Regions from separate parts of the Salmo salar genome. Here region 1 is linked to region 2. The links are chromatin contacts, called in public Hi-C maps. All regions are on one chromosome and are shown on one strand. The core of a region is the stretch at or near the end of the contact, and the rest is flanking DNA. Distances in the headings are between cores, read along the strand shown.

The links. A called contact is a pair of places that touch in the nucleus more often than the background predicts.
Region 1: a contact with region 2 is called in a Hi-C map of gill, with 5 times the contacts expected there. The contact joins the enhancer-like site here to the promoter of LOC106565550 in region 2. A contact is called at or near these places in 2 of 3 Hi-C or Micro-C datasets (gill and muscle).

What each region holds. Positions count from the first base shown.
Region 1 is chrssa12:65,841,899-65,848,250 of Ssal_v3.1, forward strand. No RefSeq gene overlaps it. Among protein-coding and RNA genes, the nearest start is that of ruvb1, 63 kb to the right of the region's middle. Within about 2 kb of position 5,098, at least 2 of the 13 cell types and tissues checked have an H3K27ac peak or open chromatin away from gene starts, as enhancers often do. A contact at or near this core is called in gill, where this site is marked.
Region 2 is chrssa12:65,759,731-65,765,551 of Ssal_v3.1, forward strand. It overlaps LOC106565550 (GATA-binding factor 2), which reads left to right and starts at 2,136. Exons shown (of 7, transcript XM_014132808.2): 1 at 2,136-2,385; 2 at 2,784-3,305; 3 at 4,106-4,696. The coding sequence starts at 3,074.

The sequences.
Region 1 (6,352 bases), core at 3,848-6,347, 85 kb after region 2:
GTGTGTGTGTGTGTCTGTGTGTGTCTGTGTGTCAGTCAGTAAAATGAAACAAACAAAAGAAAATGTATGAAAGACTATGTTCTTTGGTATGAATCATCTCTTCTCATACAGTCTAAACAAGTAAAGTGTTTCATATTGGATCAAAGCTGGGATTGGTATTTGTGAACTATCTCCTAAACCTGTCAGTTTGGTTCACATCACCAGGTGTGTGCATACATTTGACCATTAACTACATGATGACTATAAACCTGTGAGAGAGGATTCTCAGTCCATCTGAAAGAGAATGATCATGACAGTTTAACTGGAAGACCATAAAGTTAATTTATATTAACTATAAACTGGGATTACCACATTAGAGGTATGAGGGTGGTCTGAACATCTTCAAAGGAAAGTCAACAATGGTTTAAGAGTGTTTGGATATTTGTTTGTGTGTGTGTGTGTGTGTGTGTGTGTGTGTGTGTGTGTGTCTTTTTGTTTTACTATCCTTGTGGGGACCAGAAGTCCTCACAAGGATAAAGATTTGGACGAGTGTGTAACGCGTGTCGTTTGTAGTTGAAGAAGAAGTGGACCAAAACGCAGCGTGGTAAGTGTTCATGATATTTATTACCAAGAAACACTCAAAACAAGAAATAACAACAACAACAAAAAAACGAAAGCGAACAGTTCCATCAGGCACAGAATGCTAAACAGAAAATAACTACCCACAAAACACAGGTGGGAAAAGGCTGCTTAAGTATGATTCCCAATCAGAGACAACGATAGACAGCTGCCTCTGATTAGGAACTCTACTCAGTCACAACAAAGAAATATACAACATAGAATGCCCACCCCACATCACACCCTGACCTAACCACATAGAGAAATAAAATGGCTCTCTAAGGTCAGAGCGTGACGGAGTGGGGACATTTTGTCGGTCCCCACGAGGAATAATGCTATTCAAGTGGTCTGAATACTCTCCGAATGCACTATAAATAAGATACCTTTTTAACACAAACTGTAGTAACACTGGTAATTATACAAGCTGTTTTATCCATGAAAGAAAATTAATTTATGAACAAAACTCCTATTCTTTCTATTGCTATTCAATATTACATCCTGAGTGTGATGCCTGTATCAATTAACTAACTGTACGTTTTAAAACCTGGTGATACATTTAGCAATATTTTATGAATAACCTCACTGAATAAAGCAAGGAGGGGAGAGGAGAAGGAGAGGTCAGAGAGGGAAAAGAGATAGTAGAGGAGAGTAGAGAGGGAAAGAGAGAAAGGAGATAGTAGAGGAGAGTAGAGAGAGAGAGAGAAAGGAAGGAGATAGTAAAGGAGAATAGAGAGAGAGATAGAGAAAGGAGATAGTAAAGGAGAGTAGAGAGAGAGAGAGAAAGGAGATAGTAGAGGAGAGTAGAGAGGAAGAGAGAAAGGAGATAGTAGAGGAGAGTAGAGAGGAAGAGAGAAAGGAGATAATAGAGGAGAGTAGAGAGGGAGAGAGAGAAAGGAGATAGTAGAGGAGAGTAGAGAGAGAGAGAGAGAAAGGAGATAGTAGAGGAGAATAGAGAGAGAGAGAAAGTAGATAGTCAAGGAAAGTAGAGAGGGAGAGAGAAAGGAGATAGTAGAGGAGAGTAGAGAGGGACAGAGAAAGGAGACAGTAAAGGAGAGTAGAGAGAGAGAAAGGCGATAGTAAAGGAAAGTAGAGAGGGATGGAGAGAAAGGAGATAGTAAAGGAGAGTAGAGAGGGATAGAGAGAAAGGAGATAGTAAAGGAGAGTAGAGAGGGAGAGAGAGAGAAAGGAGATAGTAGAGGAGAGTAGAGGGGGAGAGGGAAAGGAGATAGTAAAGGAGAGTAGAGAGGGAGAGAGAAAAGAGATAGTAGAGGAGAGTAGAGAGGGAGAGAGAGAGAAAGGAGATAGTAGAGGAGAGAAGAGAGGGAGAGAGAAAGGAGATAGTAAAGGAGAGTAGAGAGGGAGAGAGAAAGGAGATAGTAGAGGAGAGTAGAGAGGGAGAGAGAAAGGAGATAGTAGAGAGGAAGAGAGAAAGGAGATAGTAGAGGAGAGTAGAGGGGGAGAGGGAAAGGAAATAGTAAATGAGAGTAGAGAGAGAGAGAGAGAGAGAGAAAAGAGAAAGTAGAGGAGAGTAGAGAGCGAGATAGAGAAAGGAGATAGTAGAGGAGAGTAGAGGGGGAGAGGGAAAGGAAATAGTAAATGAGAGTAGAGAGAGAGAGAGAGAGAGAGAAAAGAGAAAGTAGAGGAGAGTAGAGAGCGAGATAGAGAAAGGAGATAGTAGAGGAGAGTAGAGAGGGAGAGAGAAAATAAATAGTAGAGGAGAGTAGAGAGGAAGAGAGAAAGGAGATAGTAGAGGAGAGGAGAGAGAGAGAGAGAAAGTAGATAGTCAAGGAAAGTAGAGGGAGAGAGAGAAAGAAAGGAGATAGTAGAGGAGAGTAGAGAGAGAGAGGGAGAGAGAGAGAAAGGAGATAGTAAAGGAGAGTAGAGAGAGAGGGAGGGAGAGAGAAAGGAGATAGTAAAGGAGAGTAGAGAGAGAGAGGGAGAGAGAGAGAAAGGAGATAGTAAAGGAGAGTAGAGAGAGAGAGGGAGAGAAAGGAGATAGTAAAGGAGAGTAGAGAGAGAGAGGGAGGGAGAGAGAAAGGAGATAGTAGTGAAGGTTCTAACCTCTGCTCCTTTGGTCCATCTCTCTGTGATTATCTGGAGAGTGAGAGAGAGAGAGAGAGAGCGAGATAGCGAGAGAGAGAGAGAGAGATAGAGATAGCGAGAGAGAGAGAGAGAGAGAGAGAGAGAGAGTGTGTGTGTTCTGGTTCTCATTTTCAGCATTGATATTAGTGCTTCAATAATAGGCAGCACGTGCTAAATATTATTGTGAATGATGGCTATTACACTCCTATGTAATGAGATACAGCCTGCTCACAGACCCATCTTAGCCCCTCTCTCCCTTCCAACCTCCTAACCCTACATTTACTGTATGTGGGACGTGTGAGTCTGTTTGTCTGAGTGTGTGTGTGTGTGTGTGTGTGTGTGTGTGTGTGTGTGTGTGTGTGTGTGTGTGTGTGTGTGTGTGTGTGTGTGTGTGTGTGTGTGTGTGTGTGTATTTATGTGTGTGTAGAACCTGCTCCTCCATCCATTCACTGCAAATGAGTGGCGCAGCGGTCTAAGGCACTGCATCTCACTGCAAGAGGTGTCACTACAGTCCCTGGTTCGAATCCAGGCTGAATCACATCTGGCTGTGATTGGGAGTCCCATAGGGCGGCACCCAGTTGGCCTAGCATTATCCGAGTTTGATGGGGGTAGGCCGTCATTGTAAATAAGAATTTCTTCTTAACTGACTTGCCTGGCTAAATAAATAAATAAAAATACTGAGAGAAGGTGTGTGTGTGAGAGATATCCATCCATGTTCTCTAATCCATATCACAGACTCTCTCCCTCCTTCCTATTCTCAGATCTCATTCAGATGCAGGACTTTAGGACTTCACTCCCACATCTCCCTTTTAGAGAATTATTCCAATTAAAGAGAAACTTTCCCAGATAAAGGCTCAGAAGTTCTCTGAAGGTTGTGAATGGAGAGGGAGTCATTCTCTCAGAATTCATGATCATTGAGATTAGGACGAGTTTGATATGGACCAAAGAACCAAAGGTCAAGCACTGAGATAGGAAGCAAAAACAATTAGACTCTAACACAATGCACATAAAACCTTCCACATGAAGTGGTTTGGATAGACATGCACTTTACTAGATTTATACTCACACAACAATACAAACCAATATATACATTATTCAGTAGTAAAACTGTAGAAGACAACACTTGTTTGATTGTGTAAAGAATCAGAGACTAACAAGACAAATGTGATTGATTTGAGGATCCTGGTGTGTGATCCCAAACATCACTAATCACTATAATGTCATACATGTAATTCGTATGCAATTACACAGAGCCAATAGAGACAGAGGTCACAGATGTCATAAATGGAGACTGCAGGTTAACCCTGTGTGATTGGCTGGGTTATATCTGAAGTTAGGAATCACAACATGGAGACAGAGGATAGGAGAGCGAAGGAGGGAGAGGGAAGGAGGGAGAGAGAGAGAGGAATCGTGATAACATGGCATGATAAAACCACAGGCACAGCGATGACATAAATCTAAGGGCCTTGGAGGGCGGAGGGCAGCAAGAGAGAAACATTCAGAGAGAGTTAGAGAATGAAAAAGAAATGGAGAGAGAGAGAGACTGGAAGAGAGAGAAGAAAAAAAGAGAGAGAGAGAGAGAGAGAGAGAGAGAGAGAGAGAGAGAGAGAGAGAGAGAGAGAGAGAGAGAACAGGGACTGCTGTGCTTTCTCTCACTACATGAGACAGACACTGACACTATAGCCTTTATTTGCCCTCCTCTTTTCTCTATTCAGTGAAGAAGAGGAGTTAAAATGTCCATTCCCCTCCTGTTCTAAATCTATTAAACCCCCCTGTCTCTGTGTCTCTACGGCCCTACCAGCTTCACAACACACTCATCCTTTATAAAAAACACACTCTCTCTCTCTCTCTCTCTCTTTTACAGTACAACACCCTTTCTTGCTCTCTCTCACACAAACACAGTGTCGAGGGCAGTAGATTACTACTGCCCCCCAGAGGATGAATGTAGAACACATCAAGCCTAAGGAAGAAACCACTGCAGTGAGTCAGGTTGTGTCAAATAAAGGAACATGCCAAATATTCCAGTGAGGATGAACAGAGACATTTCAAAGGAGAACAACTGTGAAGAGAGAGTCCAACAGATTTAGTACAACACTGTAGCAGACAGCAAGCCAACAGCAAATACATCCCTTTTTACATAGATCTAAAAAGTCACATGCAGGCCAGTACACCTACTAACATAATGACAGGCTGTGAGAGCACAGAGCAGGAAATAAATGGTATGGCCATTTTGTCAGCAGCACCAACATCCCTTGTGTGGGAGGAGATGTGGGAGGAGAGGGGAAGAAAAGGATGAGTGTGGTGGTCGGAGGAGGATCTGTGTCTGGTTGTGTTTGGGTCAAACCTTGGTATCAGTGTGTTTTCTGGCTATTCATGGTCCATTACAGCGCTGCTTTATGACCCCCAATCAGAGCAGGGCCAGCAGATAAGGGTCAATCAGAGCTCAGAGGGCTGATAAGAGCCAATCAGAACAGGGGAGTGATAAGGAGCAGACCTGGTCTGCAGGTGAGTTAAGGATCTGTAGAAACGAGGACTGGCCCAGACCCACGCAAACCACACACACACACACACACACACACACACACACACACACACACACACACACACACACACACACACACACACACACACACACAGTGTAACTGTCTCTAACTCAGCTCGAGTGCACACACTTGACCTTGGTAACTGTCTGCAATCCCAATATGTTAATGGGGATGAATGAATGCTCTTTTATTCTGGTTACTGGACATTCACACCACTGAACCTTTAATGTTGGAGGTCCACTGCTGCTTAAAGGGGAAGTTTACAGAGAAAAACAGGAATGTCAGCCAGAGGAGAATGTTTTGCTCAGAAAGAGAGTTTCTCACACAGTAACAGTATGTATACAGCACACTCAATCAGCTATTTAGTTAGTCCTGTTTAACTAACACACACACACGTGCACACACACACAAACAGAACCCGCGCAGACACATGTAAGTATGCGCGCGCACACACACAAGGAGAGACCTCGTCCCGTGTGAAGAAGACGTGGCAGACGAGCCCAGAGTGACTGGAGATCTACAGTAAATCAAGCCCATATAAGGCAGCGAGTGCTCTCTCTCTCTCTCTCTCTCTCAGAGAACACTACCGAGTCGTCATCACTGCCTTATCAACGTGTGATTGATCAGAATTACATTTCAGACCACATTCTCCATCCCAGCCTCTGATTGACTGATGCCAGGGTGCCAACTGGGCAACTGAGAGGGTGAAGTGGGTGAGGCTGTCTATGGAGATGCCAAGTGCCCATTCCAGAGGTTGTAGCTCTGGTTGCACTACATCACATCATATTAAAGCATATCACATTATGTCATATCATATATCGGTGGGGAATTCAGTACAGATGATCTGATGGTTTTCCAAAACCTCCAAACAATGGATTGACCTCAAACAGATGCATGATTAGGAGCACGGAATGTTGAGTAACAACTATTTACATAACTAAACACATCAGGGATTCTGTTTCAGATCAAGTCCAGCAGAATGGTAACTGTTCGCCACAGCGCTTTATCCTGCCAGGACCAGGGACATACACAGAGTCGGACTGAGGACACGTTGTGGTGTAGAATTCAGAGGGCACGGTCAACTGTCTGTAAACATCTGTAGAAAAGTCCTAGAATGATGTCATGGTGTA
Region 2 (5,821 bases), core at 886-3,385:
CACTGGATCTATGTAGACACATTTCTAAACCACATCAAAGGTCAAAAGACTACTTTATTTATAATTAATACTGCTATCTACTGCATTTCTCCCAATAGAGTGTCTTTGCATTTATCCGAGTTTGTCCTTTGAGAGGTAAGCAGATCTCGTGCTCCCCCATCTCCATCTACTCCTTTAAGTATTATTAAAAGTTAATTTCCTGATAATAATGTTGTTCTCCTCTAACGATGCGGTGACGTCAGGGAGGGGCGTCAGATAAGCGGCTAGTTGGTGGGACAGGGCCTTGAGCTCCCTCCTCACATTCCCTGTCATTCATATTCACACCACCACCTTGCTCATCTATAGACTGCTCTCTCTCTCTCTCTCTCACACACACACACACACACACACACACACACACACACACACACACACACACACACACACACACACACACACACACACACACACACACACACACGACCTACAAAATAAAAATAGTTATAGCAATTAATCTAAGTCACACAAATATATATAATATTCAGATTATTATTTTTTTCTTCACAAAAGTAGTGCACTGGGACATGACCAGTTTTAGCGTACCATGTAGATGTCTGTAGCAGGGCAAAACCCTTTTTGTTTAGCATCTTCGCTTACAACAGTGTCTTGCAGGATTCAATAGTTGGAATTAAAAAGTTGTTGCCCTGTCCCTTTCTCTGCAATTGACATTCTAATGGAATACAGAAAGAACAAAACCCTGTCCTCAAACATTTACATCAAAAGTTGCAACGTTCTGGGTAAAGACACAAAACATCCACATCAAATTCAATATTTTTCTTTTTAAAATAACGTGGAAAATAATAACTTTTTGTGCAGTATTAATTTACCATCCTTACAAACCACTTAATGTAAATGTACATTACTGTATTGTACATAGGCTGGTCATCTAGGTTTATACCTGTAGACTTTCCATCACCATGAAGAAAAACTATTGACTACATTGAGACATCAAGTGGTTTGAGACGATATGACGTGGCTCAGTTGGTAGAGCATTGTGTTTGCAATGCTAGGGTTGTAGGTTTGATTCCCATGGGGAACCAGTATGAACATGTATGCATTATTATTGTAAGTTGCTTTGGACAAGAGTGTCTACGAAAATATAAAAGGAATGAATAGACCATTTCAGTTTTCACATAGAAATAAGTTACATTTGCGTAGTATTTCGAGAAACGGGTAAACATATAAGTATTTTTATTTCCCGCGATAAGGGGATATGACAACATATTACATATACCAGCTGAAATGTGCCCCCCACTCCAAAATAAAACAGTTCTCTCAACAAACATTCATTCATTTCTCAAACATTCATCATTCAATTCTCTCATCTAATGTGATAGGTGCGACAAAAATCTGGAAAGCTTTGCCCGCGGGATAATGACACCGGTGTCGACACCATGTCTTTGCACCCGTGGCTTGGACTGCTCGTTTTTTTGGGTCAGCGATATTGGGACCATATACTAAACAAACCCCATTTGGTGGCCCTCTATGGCTGGTAACGCCCTATGCGCTGCTGACCCGCCAGTCGAAGGAGGCATTAATATGTAAAGCAGCGTGTGATCGCCGCTGATTCACAAACATGTTTAAACTACACGAAAGAGCACACTGGCCTACACCACAGCCATCACTCTGTCAGATTGTTTGTAATTCATAGGCTGAACAACATGAATAAGATTTACATTGGAATAGCCTAGCCTATTTAAATTATTACGCATTTTTACGTATGGGATTTAAAAGTCTGGAATATAGTTTAATGTAGCCTAAATATAAAGAGGTATACATACTCATGCCTATTGGAAATAACTTTTTTATTCAAATATAAAGTGATCATTACACTTGGCATAAACAAAGACATTTCTCCCCTGGTTGAGAAAGCATTGGTGTGGGTGGTGGCCCGGGGCTGCTTCACTAACAAGGTGACGCTGTTGATTAATACGTTCTGGGATGAGACAAGCATACGGGGCCAGGGCTGTCCGCTCGCTGGTGCTTGGGATGGAGAGGCGAATGGCATGGTGATTCTGCAGAGGCAGTTGTCAGAATTGGCAAAGGCAGAATCCAATTGGCTGTCGCGGGATCAACGCCGAAGTCAAGACCCCGCCCCTGCGCACATGACATGGAATTCACTGGCGCCAGTGCTGACAGTTCTTACAGCTGCATGTCGCTAAAGGCCTATCCGTCTCCATCGGAGTTTACGCAGCAGATAACCCTACGCCAAAACATAGGAAAAATAGACCAAACATATGCCGTATAAATTGAGCCAATACAAGAAAGGAAAATATACTTGCTAACTGGAGGAGAATTCTACCAAAGGGGCTTGAAATCGGAATAACCAAGCCTGAGACAGATAAGGTATTTGCATAAAATATATATTATTTTCTTCTCCAAAATTGTGTGAAGAAAACAAATAACTTCTTACGCTTTGTAAGAATTTTAACAGTTTGTTCTGAGTGTACTGACGATGATTAGTTTACTAGTCTATATGAAGAGTATGTATGGGTTCAAAAGTACTTATCTGTGCGCGTTACGGTGAGGATAGGTTCCTCGGAATGGGAGTGGGTGGGGACGAGTGATTCGAGGTGTTTATCTTATGTTGCACCTTTACATACATCACTTACAAATCGCACATAAAAATAAGCAGCCTCCCCGAATTATTCTCATAGGACTGGACAGGCATACAAAGAAAAAAACACCCAACACCTTGTAAATGCCTCTGAAATATGAACATCCTATTTTTGGTTGTATTACAGGTGTCCAGTGTCAAACACTACCCGATGCCTGTAGAAGAAGAGAGACAAGAGGATCTCATCGGACTACTAGTGAGGACCGATTTATAGGAGATTGACGAGCGAAAATTCTCTACACATTTATGTTCTGTTTTCCACAATAGGAGGACATTTTATCGGGAGAGGGAGGCTCATTTTTTTTTTAAAGACAAAGCGGAGAGTGAGAAAGGTTCAGGAACACGTTGTCCTCTCTCTAGAGAGGCCCCTCTTCTCTTTTCACCCTGTTTGCCCAACACGGAGAGATCCACACAGACATGGATATAGCGGCTGATCCACCTCGGTGGATGCACCACCACGCCGTGCTGAACGGCCAACACCCGGATTCTCACCACCCCGGCCTTTCGCATAACTACATGGAGCCCACCGCGCAACTTCTGCCCCCGGACGAGGTGGATGTTTTCTTTAACCATCTTGACTCGCAGGGAAACCCGTACTACCACAACTCCGCTCATGCACGGGCCAGAGTGTCCTACAGTCAAGCTCACGGTAAGACCTCACATTCACTTTCCTAAACAACTTAATTATCAGGATAAAGCAGGAATTATCGTGGGCATAGGCTATTCATGTATTTTCTCAAAGCAATAACAAATCCGCAAAGGCTTATTTACCCATTAATGTGGGTGGGTTTAAATGTATCGGTTTGATAGGCCTACGAGTTGAATTTGCATTACTGTCTGATAGATAGCATGCTATAAAGTTACATTTGCATTACTGTCTGATAGATAGCATGCTATAAAGTTGCATTTGCATGGGAGAACAAAAAAGGCAGTGGATGAGACCATTAAAAGTTGTGGACACGAGAGCAATTCAGCTGATGACAAAAATAAGGAAATTATAGTCAAATAAATGTAATTTAGCCTTCTTGACTGAAGAACTAGTCAGATAAACAAGGAGTGAGAAACGATGTAATAATACATAGCTGAAAGGGTGTCATGTATTTCTGCTTGGGTCAAGCGAAAGCGGTTCCAGTGCACTTACCAGACCCCATGCATGTCGTTGCTACATCTTTATCATTGACTATAAAATATCAAGATGACTCAAAACGAGAAAAATATATTTCTGCGGTTATAGTTTCTGTGGTTTTGTCTGAATACCTGCCAACTGCGTTTTTTTTGTGCCCCTCACGAATCGAATAATTCCTTTAAGCACGCTGCGTCAACAGGTTATGGACTTCGGTGTCCCAACTTTCTGTAATCCTATGGCATCACATCATCAATGAGAGCTGTAACATTATTAGCTGGTTTGTGTATGCCATCTATGAACATGTTATTCTACTATTCTTACAGCTCGCTTCGCTGGGGGTCAGGTCTGCCGGCCACATCTCCTGCACAGCCCGGGGATTTCATGGCTAGAGCCCGGAAAAGCAGCCCTCTCAGCGGCCCACCATCACAACGCATGGGCGGTCAGCCACTTCAGCAAGACCGGGCTACATGCCTCAGGCTCCGGGGCTCATGGTGGCCTATACCCCTGCAGCAGCAACGCCAGCACGGCCTCGGCCTCCTCGTTAACACCCGCGTCCCATTCGAGTCCACATCTCTACAGTTTTCCCCCTACCCCGCCGAAAGATGTCTCCCCAGACCCCGGGGCCGCCTCACCCTCATCCTCTACCCCGAGAATGGACGAGAAAGATTCTATCAAGTATCAAATGTCAATTTCTGACGGCATGAAAATGGAGGGTTCCAGTCCTCTCCGGAGCAGCCTGGCCTCAATGAGCGCACAGACCCCATCCACCCACCACCCCATACCGACCTACCCCACATACTCTCTCCCGGCAGCGCATGACTACGGGGGCAGTCTCTTCCACCCTGGCAGCCTGCTCGGAGGATCATCCTCCAGCTTCACCCCGAAATGTAAAAGCAAAACTCGGTCGTGCTCAGGTGAGTTTCATCTTATCTCGAAAATGTGTTACAAATGTTTGTGTTACAGAGTAAAATGATTATGAAATTATCATTTTATATTATTATTATTATGACAGAACACACTGAAATTATGTTATTGGATATAGGCTTTATAGGCTATATTTAAGCTATCTTAGTGTTATAACAGTTTTGTTTTATCTAAATCCATAATTGAGTTAAAAAACAAATAGTCTATATTAAAACAGAATACTATGAACGTGTATGGAATTACTGCCATGCACTCAACAAACTGAACACCGTTTAAACTAAAGACATTTTTAGACCAAACAATATAAGATAACTATGTAGATAATAAATATAGCCTAAATAAAAATAAAAATATATAATAGCTAGCCTAGAATTTTTATGTATATTTTGATGAATGTATATATTAAGGCCTGTGTTTAAATGCATGCGTAAAAATTCCCCAATTCCCCTATTCTATAAGACTGATATTTTTTTATGAATGAAACGTCCATGGCATTTTCAAAACTCCCAGTTTAATGCAATTTGATTTACTCCGTTATCAATCTTTCCATAAACGTCCTTAGAAAATAGGACCAAATGGGACGACAATATGCAGTATCATCATAATTAGCCTTGACGTGGAAGTAGGAGTAGTGTGCATGGAACAATTGGGCTGAGGTTACATCGTGCATTTATGTTGTCATAACTCCTTTCATAGCTCTTTTCACACACACACCGGTTTCTTTCGTCGCCACAACACAGTCCGCCTCGAAAGAACCAGTAGGAAGGTGTAGGCCCCTACACAGACATACACCTAAAGCAGTGGTATCCACATAATAGTAATCCTGTATGTGAATTGCTTTGCTTAGCCTATGGATCAAGAATGTTAACTCAAAATCTATTTTATTCCCCAAGAGGACACAAACATTTATTATAGATAACTATAATAACTAGACTAATTATATAAATAAAAGGTTATGAATAACTGTTTATTTGTTATGGTGTGGGGGTGGACAGATACAACAATAAGAGGTGGTGTGAGGTTATGCTATGCTGTGTCCTCTTCGACGATTTTTTATGGCCTAATTGATGCAGCCACGTTTTTAAACAAAAGGCATACCGTTTCCTCTTTATTAT